Linked DNA regions of Zea mays: region 2 is linked to region 1. A link is a contact called in public Hi-C data. All regions are on one chromosome and are shown on one strand. The core of a region is the stretch at or near the end of the contact, and the rest is flanking DNA. Distances in the headings are between cores, read along the strand shown.

Region 1 (6,571 bases), core at 2,026-4,525:
TGATTCCTCATACATGTCCATTCTTATTGTAGGCGAGGACTAACTACAGGAGAAGTGGGAACTTCTGAGCAAACAGTAGATGAAGAGAACTTCCAAGAGGACAATGAAGATGGTGAAGAACAACCTTTAGTTAGGACTCGTTCTAGGCGACTTCGAGGCAGAACTATTGAGCCAGCAGAAACTGTTCAAAGGGCTGACAGCCCGCCCTCAAGTCCCCAACCTCATGTTCAAATTGGTCATCAGCGTAATGTGGGGTTTCCTTCAGTAGAGGTATTCAGTTATCATCATGCCTCTACTGAGCTATGGTCTGCAAATTATAGTTCCATCAACTCACAGTGTTGTTTTAATTTCAAGTGGGGTGGTATTTCTTCTGAAGAGCGTGATGAAGCTCTTATGCTTGAGGCTGCAATGTTTGGTGGGATTCCTGAAGGAGCACCATATCCATTTTCCTTCCCAGCCCATGGCAGGTCGACTCACTATCCCCTAGTAGCACGTCCTCCATCACCATCATTAACGGCACAGCGGTTGTTAAGGGAGCAGCAGGTACTGAGCAGTATTCATCTGCTGGAGAGTAGTACAACTACTGTATATGACTAGCAATATTTCAATTGCAGGATGATGAGTATCTTGCTGCTCTCCAAGCTGATCGAGAAAAAGAGTTGAAGGCTGTGCAGGAGGCTGAACTTCGCAGGGTAGAGGAAGCTGCAGCAAGAGAGGCTGCTCTTGAACGTCAAAAGAAAGAAGAGGAGGAGAAGCTAAAGAAACAACGTGAGGAAGAGGTACTTCGCTTAGTACTATCAAAGTCAAAGTTGCAGAATATGATTGAGATTCATACATTTGCTGCGCTTTGATAATTTTGTTGCCTCAGAAGCATATACGGTTTATTGAACTGCAATTGGGTTGGGTTAATTGCAGAATTGGGCAATCAGTAATGTGTTCAATGTTCCACTTATTTTGAAAGAACTGTAGTACATTTGTCAGTCATTATCAGGAAAGTCTTGGTAAACTATTGTTGCTTTAGTATAAGATGTCTATCATTTAGCAATTGAGCAGTAATGCAGCAGATTGATTTCCTTCTGAGCTCATGCTAGATATATATTCTCCAAGGTTTTCGTTATTTTACCACTACTAACGTACCTTTATTTTTGGGAGTGATTCTTAGGAGTTGGAATCCAAGCTTGCAGCCAAACAAGCATCACTACCTAAGGAGCCACTACAAAATGACGAGGGGGCTGTCACAGTGGTAGTCCGCATGCCTGATGGTAGTCGTCGAGGACGGCGCTTTCTCAAATCTGACAGGCTTCAGGTGAGATTATTTAAGTTGCCAGAATCCTGCTGATTGCTGAAGATTATGCTTATAATCTTCCTGGAATTGTTGCAGTATCTTTTTGATTTCATAGACATCAGCCGGACTTTCAAACCAGGAACTTATAGACTGGTAATTCTCATCTACCTCCTTCAATGTGTTTTTGCAAAGCAATATTTACTGATAAAAGATGTACAGTTAGAGTCCATAGCTTATTATACTGGAGATATGGTATGAGCACCAGCTGGTTATTCACACTTTGTGCTAACAAGAAAGAAAAAAAATACTATTGTTTCAGAATACCATTGCAGGACCTTTTATTTTGGTAACTTCACCTGGCAATTTTCGTGGTACCTATCCATTTGTACAAATGATGACTTCCACCTCTTCAAATCTGAACTATTTTATCAAACCATTTGGAACTATCTACGTGGGTTTAGTGGGATCTCCTGTTTAGTCCTTAATCTTAAGCACTTGTTAATTGTCATAGGCTTGTAGCATCAATTGCTCTGGTGTCTGTTAAGTAGTCAGGTCAGTCAAGAAGTTAAGTTAGTATGAGCCGAGAAACTTGGAGAATAACGAAAATTGCACGAACAATCTTTTTTGTTCATCAGCATTGCATTTTTGCTGGTCAGTTAGTCGGTTATGTTGTTTTATAGTATTGTGTGATGGCACGAGTGAGCCTTGTTAAGGGGAGACATCAGAATCTTCCTTAGACTCTACGTGAAGTTTTTCATCTCCCCCTGACCAATTCTTGTAACCGTAGTGATATTGTGATATTTCTTTGGACAGGCGAGGTCTTATCCCAGGCGTGCCTTCACTGAATTGGAGAGCCAGATGTCACTGAGCGATCTCGGTCTCACTAGCAAGCAGGAAGCTCTGTTCCTAGAAAAACTGTCTGCGTAGAGTACAAGGTTCTGGAGTTATGGTCGAGTAGTATATGCACTTATAAAATCGGTCATTTAGATCGTGCCTGGCGTGTGTTCATGAAAATACTGCAGCGGTTGAATGATTACTGATCTCTAGAGATCCCGTCGCCATCTTCTGTGCTCTGAAACGGAGGTGTTTCGATCTGACTGTGCAGATGGGCAGTTCTACATTCAGATTTCAGAACAACTGTAGCTCTTGCGGTTTTAAGACTTGAGTATGGTTTACTTTGGAGATAGTGGTTTAGACCATCCGTGTTGGTCTCCTGAGCGGTATTCTTACGTGATCACGTGTCAAAACGAACAGAATCCTTTGTTGCAGTCATTATAGTTAACCGTCTCGCTGGAACTCGCAACATGTATAGCATGGTCATGCATGGTTTGGTTTTACTTATTTTATTATTATTATGCTGATGATATAGACCGCAAGACAGAGTCTGAATATCAAAAGAAGAAGACGACGACGACGACAACGTTGGAGCTCGACTGCTCTCACTGTGAAATGGAAACACTTCTTATTCCTCTCCCCTCCTGCCATCCATTGCAGCACGCGTGCCAGGTCCCTGCTTCAAGCGGCTGCATGGTGAACACGAACCGCAGGAAAACATAAGATTAATAAGCTTAGCATAGCACCGAGATGAAGAGACGAAGCCGTTGCGGCCTGGCTACAAGCTTACAGCAGTTGGCTTGGGCGAGGTGGCACCGGCCGGGCAGGCTGTTGATGATGCCCATGGTGCTGCAGGCGCACTCGTGCGACACGGCGCTCAGCGCGCTGCAGCAGTCCGCGCTGGGGTCCGGCGCGCCGGGCACCAGGTACGCGCGGCACGCCAGGAGGCGGTTCAGCTGCGGCAGGCACTGCCCGCCGGCCTGCGCCCCGGCGCCGCGCAGCACCGACGACGGGCCGGTGCCGCCGCCGAGGACCAGCAGGACGAGGCACGCGGCGAGGAGTGCGCGGGGGGCGGTGGCTGCTTCTAGCGCCATTGTTGCCTCGTCTTGTGGGGGCTGGGGCTGCGGCTGCTTTCTGCTCTGCTGGCTTGCTGTGTGGGTGTGGCCAGGATGCCTGGTGCACGCTATTTGTAGGTTCGAGCTTTGAAGGGTGCAATGGATCAGGGCGCGCGGCGACCTTTGCATGGCTCACCTACGGATCAGGACGCGGGAGCTTGGGGCGAGCGAGCTGCTGTTGTGTGAGCCAACTGAACGCGAGGTACGCGCGGTGTCACGTCCTTGAGCTCAGCGTCTCGGCCTTTCCGCCTTTGTTGCCGTTCATCTCCGCCGGCGTGGACGAGGAAGACAACACAGGTGCTCAGCGCTGAGCTGGACGAGCTCTAGCATCTGCCTCTTTAATTTTGGGTCCTCCGAAAACGATTCCTTTCCGCAGCACTTGGTATGTTAAATCCCTACAAATTTTTATTGCAAATGTGGTTTTATATGCCACCAAATCACAGCGCACAACACAGGGTTAACTGAGCGTAGCCGGACGGGCAGCGGTGGCGGCACGAATGGTTCGCGCATGAGTAGAATCAGTTAGAGTTCCGAGTTTCTCGCAGGATTTATTAACTAAAACCGTGAGATTAGCTCGGGAAACGGCTTGTAACGGGTCCATACCTCCCCTTTATATAGATAAAGGGCTACAGTCGATTAAACCTTCCACAATCGATCAAATGAAGTCCACTTCTCGTTTTTACCTTATGCATTAGCAGTAGTTCTAGTTTAGCCCAAGTTTAGCCTCCTTCTACCTCAATCCTTCACCTCTCTTCGGCTCTACGTCGACTAGAGGCGTATTGTGTGGCCTGTCGACGCCAAGACACACCCTACAATCTCTCCTCCCCGACGGGGTCCCTCCCGGGAGGCGAGATCTAGGTCGGCTGCGAAGAAGAAGACCCTCTGCGCCATCGCGGACCGTCCGAGCCCCAGACGCGGACCGTCCGGACACACGTAGAGGAGAGTCGCTGCTGCGCCAGGTCGCGGACCGTCCTCACCTCCGCAGAGAACACCGCCAAACGGTCCATCTCCAGTGTTTCGCGCCTGGATCGGCGCCAACACACTTTTTGGCGACTCCGTTGGGGAAATGTGTCTAGATCTACTAAAACTCAGGCCATCAAATGGCCGGTTCTAAAGATCACACCGATATCTCCCCGGACAATATCCTAAAGCCGGCTATTAAGAGTCCGACGACCGATGAGCAACAACAATACGAGGACTACATGTGTCAAACGAAGGAGAAATTCTTGTCACAATACATGGTGGATCGTCACCAGAAAGTTGTCAAACATGCGATACCGACGTCACATCTCTTCTATCTTCGCTTCAAGTCCCTAACGTAAGTAAACCCGACGACATCCAATCTATTAAACAGTATGTAGACCATTTGCATAATCAAATGAAGCATTAGATTAGAGGGTTAGAAGAACCAATTAGAAAATTAACGTGTATGTTGGAGAAGTCTGTTGCTCCTAGTTTTCCATCATATGAAACTAGTAACATGATATTTATGTCTAATACATCGGCGACAAATGGGGATTTGCAGCCCCATCCATTATATGGTATGTTGATGAACTCATATCCAGGGCAAATACCATCACCATCGTCCTTGCTTGGCAGATCGGCGGCCCTCTACACGGTCGGACCGTCCGAGCTTTTGTCTGGATAGTTCGGCCCTTACACAGACCGTCCGGCTTTCTCTGCCGGATAGTCCGGGACCGCACCAGGGCTACCGCGTGGCGCCCCAATAATAGCTAACACAACCGGCCAGTTCAGATGTACCACCGGACATATCGGATACACATACACAGAACCTACTGTCGCACACTATGCACCAAATTATTACATACCACAACGGCAGTATGTTCTGCCCCCTACATATTTAACCCACAACACGCCATATGATCACAGGCCGATCAACATTATCAATCGGTCATGGCAAGAAGGTCGGCATAACAATGCCCGACCGAATGAACCCCACAGCCTAGGGTCCGGTGGTCTGCCACCGAGTGCAATGTAGAAAATTAGGGAAGAGATGGCTAAACTATTTTGAGATAGACTCGGAGTTGGTGTGGATAGAGTGGGGCAATCATATCAGAAGCCATATGATCACCGGTTTGACATTGTCCCATATCCACAAGGGGCAAGGATACCAGAGTTTTCTAAGTTTTCTGGTGAAAATAGGAGAAGCACACACGAACATATAGGCCAGTTCCTAGCACACCTAGGCGAATTGGCCGATGGGGAAGCATTTCGTGTTTGTTTATTTTCTTTATCCCTTACTGGTACCGCTTTTGCTTGGTACGCCGCCCTGCCTCCTAATTCCATTAATTCTTGGAATGATTTAGAGAGTAAATTTCATGAACATTTCTTTTCCGGGGAAAATGAATTAGGGCTAGCTGATTTAGCTTTAGTTTGATAGGGACGTGAAGAATCGGTTAACTATTATATCTGGAGGTTCCGAGACACTAGAAATCGATGCTTTCGGATCCATGTCGCAGACAAAGAGCTAGCAGGGATGGCTTTTGATGGGTTGCTATCCTGCTTAAGAGACAAATTAGATGGGACCCAGTTCTTTTCAATAGCTCAGCTACATCAGCGGGCTTTAGCCTGTGAAAGCCGATTTAAAAAGACATCAAAATCAGCTGCCCGTACTATACATCTAGTAGAGCGTGATAGTTCAGATGATGAATCCACAGATGTATATACCGCTGAGTTTGTTTGGTCAACAAAGGTCAAATTTTCTGCATGTTCTTCCTTACAGCCGGTTCAAAAGAATTGGCAAGAAGAGATTAAATTTACCTTTAATGTTGCAAAATGCGATAGGTTATTTGACGAGCTACTAAAAAATGGCAACATTAAATTAACTCATACTATTCCTCCTATGGATGAATTAAAGAGACGTGCTTATTGTAAGTGGCATAATTTTTTCCCCATGCCACCAATGATTGTAATGTTTTTCGTCGACAGATACAGTCGACCATAAATGAGGGTCAATTGGCTTTTCAGGAGATGCAAATGGACACAACCATTTCCTGTCAATAAAATAGAACCCACATGCAAAAAGGTCTTGATTCGACCCGAAGTGGCCGATAAAGGCAAAGACAAAAACACCATCATTGGTGATCTTCGCACGTCAAATATATCACAAGAAGGGATTGCTCAGAAAGCTCCGGACAGAAAGACTAACAAGTCCGAGGCACCAGGGGGTAGGCTCAACCACGCAGCCGAGCAAAACTCCTTGACTCGAGCATCGCAGACTATACGACACCTGGGTGCGGACGGTCCGGTGCTCATGCAGACGGTACGACTGACTCAGCCGGACAGTCCGCCCATGGCCATAGGCGTCAGCCTCCAC
Region 2 (6,075 bases), core at 765-3,264, 140 kb after region 1:
CGCCGACAGGTCCTTCACCTCCACCTTCACCACGTCCGTCCTCACCCCGATGTCGGTGACGTACCTGCCGGCGCAGTACACGCCCGCGGTGACGGCGGCCATGCCGAGCGGGCCGGCGGCCACGAGCTTGAACGGGGTGGAGAAGAGCGCGGCCAGCGGCACGCCGAGGGCGGCCGCGGCCTGCCCGCTCCTCCCGATCCCGACCCCGCCGCCAGCCGCGGCGGCGGGGAGGAGCAGGAGCCCCGTCTTGCAGTAGAGCGCGAAGTCCTCGCAGTTGTTCTCGAACACGTCGTAGTCGCCGAAGCCGTGCCGGAGGAGGTGCATGGCGCGGCGCACGGCGGCGTCGCCCGGGTCGGCGCGCGCCGTGGTGGACGTGCCCCCGCGGACCTTGGCCAGGAACGCCGCGGCCGGCACGCCGTACTCGAACCGGTGCAGCGCGCCGCCGCCGAGGAAGCAGTCCACGCAGGTCAGCACCACGCCGCTGTCGGGGAGCTGGAAGCCGCAGTCCGGGAAGGTGGGGCACTCGTCCGAGCCCCGCGAGAGGAGGAGGCTGGACACGGCGATGGCCGAGTCCAGACCCGCGCCGCCCGCCTCCCTCTTCCGCGTGAAGTGCACCACCTTGCTGCCGCCGACGTAAATCCCTGGGTCATGGATGGATCCATATCATCCATGCAATGCAACACCTGGCGCGTCAGATAAGAACATGGCACGCTACCTTATCCTATCACCTTCCAAATAGGCCCTAATGAATACATTCGTCATGGCTTAATTACTCAAGCTGTAATGACCATGCATGTTGAGATACAAAGTTGGATTGGATCTCAAACGACGAATGAAACGATTACAGATCGACATTATTATTGCCAAATCAGAAGATTTACTGGCAAGATCGTGACAAAAGGTGTAAGAGAAAACACTGTCCATCCATGCGGAGAAGTGCTATCCATGCTACCACTCCCACATGCGTGCTAGCCGGCATGCCATTCCCCACACATATGTCATGCAGTGGTGATCTGGGTGTGTAGGGAGGAAGGACGTCCATAACGTGCGGGCACAAAATGTCGGTGCCTGTAGCAGCGCGCGTAGAGTGACATGATGTGGAAGAGATGCATCTTTTACGCGCTTTGGGATGCACTGCGGTTTTAATTCGGCTACTGCTACGACTTCTACAGTAATTTTGTTTTTATAACTGCAGCCGCTGGCTGTCATTAGGCCAGTGCTGTAGCTGATAAGGAGATGCAAAGCAAAAGGTGAGGAATGCATGCATGTGCATATCTTTGCTGGTCACCGGATCTAGTGACGACGAGCTGACCAAGTTAGTAAAGACGGCGGCGGTAAGGATTCTTTGGTAAACAAAATGGGTTTCTAATTGATATCTGATCCCGTGAGGAAGTTCATTGTCAGTACTCTACTCTGATGAACAAGCAGCGGTTGCAGAAATGTCCAAAGTCCAAGCAATTTCATACAACGAAAACGAAATAAGAAAGGGCAGAGCTATGACTATGAGCTGGCGAGAGAGGTGACCACGGGCAGCGTGGTTTCTGTCCGGACGCCGGCTGGATGGGCACAGCATTATTACTCCGGCGTCAAGAGCATTTGCAATGCTCTTGGATTCACAGGTGCAATGGCCACTGCACAGGTTAAAAGCAAGAGAATGGACAACTCCAGGGCCGGATTGGGAAGCCGAGGAGGAGGAGATCGGGGCGGGAGGGATACTGAAGACCAGAGCGGCTAGTGCGCCGTACCGTGGTGGGAATAGGTGTAGCCGGCGCGCCAGGTGTAGATGTGGTCGCCGGGCTCCATCTCCGACCGCTCCACCCGCTGAGACAGCAGCCCCATCGTCGTCGTCGTCGTCCTCCTCTCCCCTAGCTCAGGCGGTCAGGCCTGGGTCTTCCCAGCCGGCTTCTTCTTCGTCCTGCTGGCCTGGGCACAGAGACCGGCGAGCGGGGGAGAGCTTTACCCTGCAGCGCCGTGTTGCGCTGTCAAATGACATGGAAGCGGAGGCGCGACGCGAGTGAGGAGGTGAAGCGAGGGTGTCGTGGTCCGGTCAGTCGCGAGGGCCTGCCCTTATATGGCCATTTGGCACTAACACGATGGATCAGCCCAGACACGACACGAAACAACACGGTCCAGGCACGATCCGGCCCAGCTAGTATAGTGCCAGTGTCTGGCACGGCACGACTATAGTGTCATATCTGGGCCACCATCTCGACCCGTAGTGCTGGCACGAGCAAGACACGATTACATTTTTATTTAAAATAATAGTTTACATATATTAAGTATAAGAATTCAACATATAACACAATAAAACTGTAGCCGCACTGGCTAGATGGATGTGTTTAAGTGTTTTATACAGTTGTGAGTTTGTTCCCCACAACTACATATTTTTTTGCTAAATTATACAATATAATTAGATGGGTCATATTGCCACCGGACCCAGCACGACTAGCAGGCTGACGGGACGTACCTGGGCCGCGGTAGCGGCACGTCGGCCCATCTGGCACGGCACGCTTCGCTAGCCAGGCCTGACGGGCCGTGCTGACCACGGGTCATGCCGGCCCGTTTTGCCATCTATACCTGCCCTGCATGCGGGTGCGCCACTGATGGAGCCGCTGTTCCGGCCTTTTGATGAGGCTGTTCGCGGCAGTTCGTGTGAAATAAGGAATTAATACTGTATTATCTACAGTTTACAGAGTAAATTTAAAATATAAAATATGATATGGAATATAATAGGATAGTTGCTGGAGACAACCTAATTGATCTTGGTGGAGACATCAGCTATTCTCACACTCGGTTTTGGAAGGCAAAACGAATGCGAACCATGTACGTGTCAAGATCAGAAACTCACATACACAGGAATTACATAGTTATACATCATCACACATTATTCAAAATAATAGCGGAAATAGTACTTTATTACATCAAGATATCTAAGACATCCACAGAGTTATTAACTAAACATAGTCATTATCATAATCAAAGTACGAATACGAAACATAGAAAGATAAGGGATTCACAGGCATCTAACTCGGGTTTGCCACTAAACATGACTAGAACTCATCGAAGTTTTCAAACTCCTTAAAATCTTCCATGTTACCATCATCTTCTCCTGAGCATTGGTGACAATGGGGACAACCTGGGGTTGGGTGGTTTTTATAGCAAGGGTGGTATATCTCACCCTTAGCAGAGCAAGCACTATGCCCCGACCCCATTGACGGCCCTACGACAAAGCCAACTACACCTCAAGTTCATCTAATTAATCAGCTAATAGCGTCCTATTCCACTCTCATGGTTGTACTGTTATCCCGGGTGGTCTCTCAACGAAAAAGTCCTTACGGAAAGGTACTCAAGAAATAGTCTGAGTCCCCTAAATTATCACAAGTTCTTCATCATAATCAAGATAACATCATCATATCACTCTATGATATAGGTTTGGGTGGTTTTCCTGAGCATTGGGTGGTTTTCCTGAGCATAAATGTTCTCATCATATTCGTTGATTAAAGTAAAGCAATAGCATAAAGCTAACCATATTAACCCAAAAGGTAATCAAGGACAAGGTAAATACAAAGCTAGTCAATCCTTAGGTTTTAATTATGTAATGCAGGATAGTGAATTATAAAGTAAATAGGACATAATGGGTCAGAGGACACTTGCCTTCACAAGGTTGTTGTTCAGGGAAATCTACTCTAACACACTTAGAAACCTCGTGCTGCTCGTTGTCTACGCAAAGCAATCATTCATTCAACATATTTGGGAAATGATAAAAGAACAGTACACCAAACATGTGCAACCAAGTGAACACAAGTTCAATTGAAAAGTATAAACACAAAAGTGAAATCTAGGTTCTAGGGTAAACTAATAAACCTAGAGGTTTGTGGTTCTCCAGTTGCTGTTTATCTCAGTGGATCACATAACTTAACTTCATTTATCTAAATGAATTACTAAAGTTATTCTAGGGGTGGGATCATATATTTCCTGAGATTATTAATCACTTAATTATCATTAGTGTTCTTTTTATATTTTCCTTTTAAATAATAAACCATTACGTTAAATGCACCTATAGCCTAGACATAAAATTAAGACATGCATATAGTGAAAGATAATAATTTAAACAAATAGAGAATAATTTTGTGAACATTTTGCAATTTGAACCACCCAATTTGGAGTTTATATGCAAACGAAGGTCCCAAATATTGTATTTAATTTTGGAACAAAATTTAAAAACTAAAATCTAATTTTGGAGTACCGTAGCTATATTTTTTAAGGATATTCCAAAAAAATTATATCTTTTTCAGATGAAAATGACTTTTATATAAAAATTATAGCTCTCGGCGAGATCTACAACTTTCTAGTTTTGAGTTTTTCTAATTTAAAATCGCTAAGATGGTTAAAAAATAAATAAATTTTCGATAGTATATTAATCGTGTTTGTCGCCTTGTAAAAATCACATCTTTCTTATATGCTATCAAATAGAAATACTTTATATATGAAAGTTGTACTGCCTTCGTTCACAAATATATGACACTATTGACTTTTTCGAAAACTTTGACCACTCGTCTTATTTAGAATATTTATTAAAAAGTAAAATTTTAAGTCAAACGTAGACTACCTTAAGTGATAAAACAAACTACAACAAAATAAATGATAACTCATGATTTTTTTAATACGACGAGTGGTCAAAGTTGTTTTTAAAAAGTCAATAATGTCATATATTTATGAACGGATGGAGTAGCACTCAACGAGATCTATAACTTTCTGGTTTCGAGTTTTTCAATTTGAGGTATTTAAGACACTTGAAAAAAATAATCATTAAAACTCTGATTTCGGTTCTTGCACAACGGTTTTGCATTTTTCAATTTTTTTGAGTATCTTAACGACCTCGACTAAAAAAAACCCTTAAAACTAAAAGTTGTATACTTCGTCGAATGCTACAATTTTTATATAAGTATATCTCCATTTGGTAGCATACAAAAAAGATATGGTTTTTCTAAGGCGACAAGCGGTTATCCACGGTTAGATTAATATACTGCTCAAATCTTTTTTAACGACTTTAAATTAAGAAATTCAAAACTAGAAAGTTGTGGATTTTATCGAGGGCTACAATTTCGTATTAAAAGTATCTTCATTTGATAGCATATAAGAAATATATGACTTTTCCAAGGCCACAAGCGCTTGCACGCGAATACTATAGTGCTGAAAATTTATTTGATTTTTGGACCATCGTAGGGACCTCACATTAAAAAAAACTCAAAACTAGAAAGTTATAGATCTTATCGAGAGCTAGAATTTTCATATAAAAATCATCTTCATCCGAAATTTTGGCACAATTTTTGAAATATCCTAAAATATGTAGCTATAGTGCCCTAAAATTAGATTTTTGTTTTTTTAAATTTTGTGCCAAAATTATCTACGGTATTTGGGACCTGGATGACACCCCCTGTCAAGTTTAGGGACCTGCAGACCTGCAGTGATTACGTGAATGTTTAGGAACCTCTATCAAGTTTAGGGATCCATAAATATTACTTTTAAAGTCCAGAGACCTTGACTCGAGCCAACTTTTGTAAACAGATAGTGCAGTTCGCGTCGATCATCATGACGATGGATGGACATGGACTGGTTCAGGTTCACAACACCCACACATCTTGATCGTGTCGTGTGGGCCTGCGGCAGATGGGGTCACCTGACGACAAAGCAGAGATGATGGCCGGCCGGGGTTGGCTCTTGGGCTTGGCTGTCGTCGTCGCGCCTTCGTCCCCGATCGCTCATCGCCTGTCTACCTGCCTGCTTCGTTCTGTTTCTCCACATTTATACTGTTTTTGGTTGATGCTGATTTGTTGCGAGACAAAAACACGCTGATTTGAGCTGATAAGCTCAAGGAAACAGAAATTTTGAGAACATGTGAAATTTAAGACAGGATATCATGATTCAAACTCATTCAAGATACCCTGCTGAAAATCATGACACCTGCTCCAAACAGGATATCATGATTTAAGACGGTGTTCATTTTCCTTACAAAGGACGGACTGATCAGAGCTGCTGTACACAAGTGCACAATGTACAGCAGATCATAGTACA

Evidence for each region. A called contact is a pair of places that touch in the nucleus more often than the background predicts.
Region 2: a contact with region 1 is called in a Hi-C map of tassel, with 4 times the contacts expected there. The contact joins the promoter of LOC103654437 here to the promoter of LOC542404 in region 1. A contact is called at or near these places in 10 of 25 Hi-C or Micro-C datasets (bundle sheath, ear, endosperm and 3 more).

The regions. Positions count from the first base shown.
Region 1 is chr4:201,187,984-201,194,554 of Zm-B73-REFERENCE-NAM-5.0, forward strand. LOC542404 (MFS14 protein) reads right to left here and starts at 3,276. Exons shown (of 2, transcript NM_001308146.1): 1 at 2,910-3,276; 2 at 2,613-2,808. The coding sequence starts at 3,213. The coding sequence ends at 2,801. LOC100383567 reads left to right here. Exons shown (of 11, transcript NM_001176215.1): 6 at 33-270; 7 at 355-543; 8 at 615-779; 9 at 1,163-1,306; 10 at 1,382-1,438; 11 at 2,099-2,470. The coding sequence ends at 2,212.
Region 2 is chr4:201,325,993-201,332,067 of Zm-B73-REFERENCE-NAM-5.0, forward strand. LOC103654437 (NC domain-containing protein-related) reads right to left here and starts at 2,015. Exons shown (of 2, transcript NM_001323539.1): 1 at 1,746-2,015; 2 at 1-641. The coding sequence starts at 1,839. LOC100285950 (TTN10) reads right to left here. Exons shown (of 7, transcript NM_001413920.1): 7 at 5,855-6,075.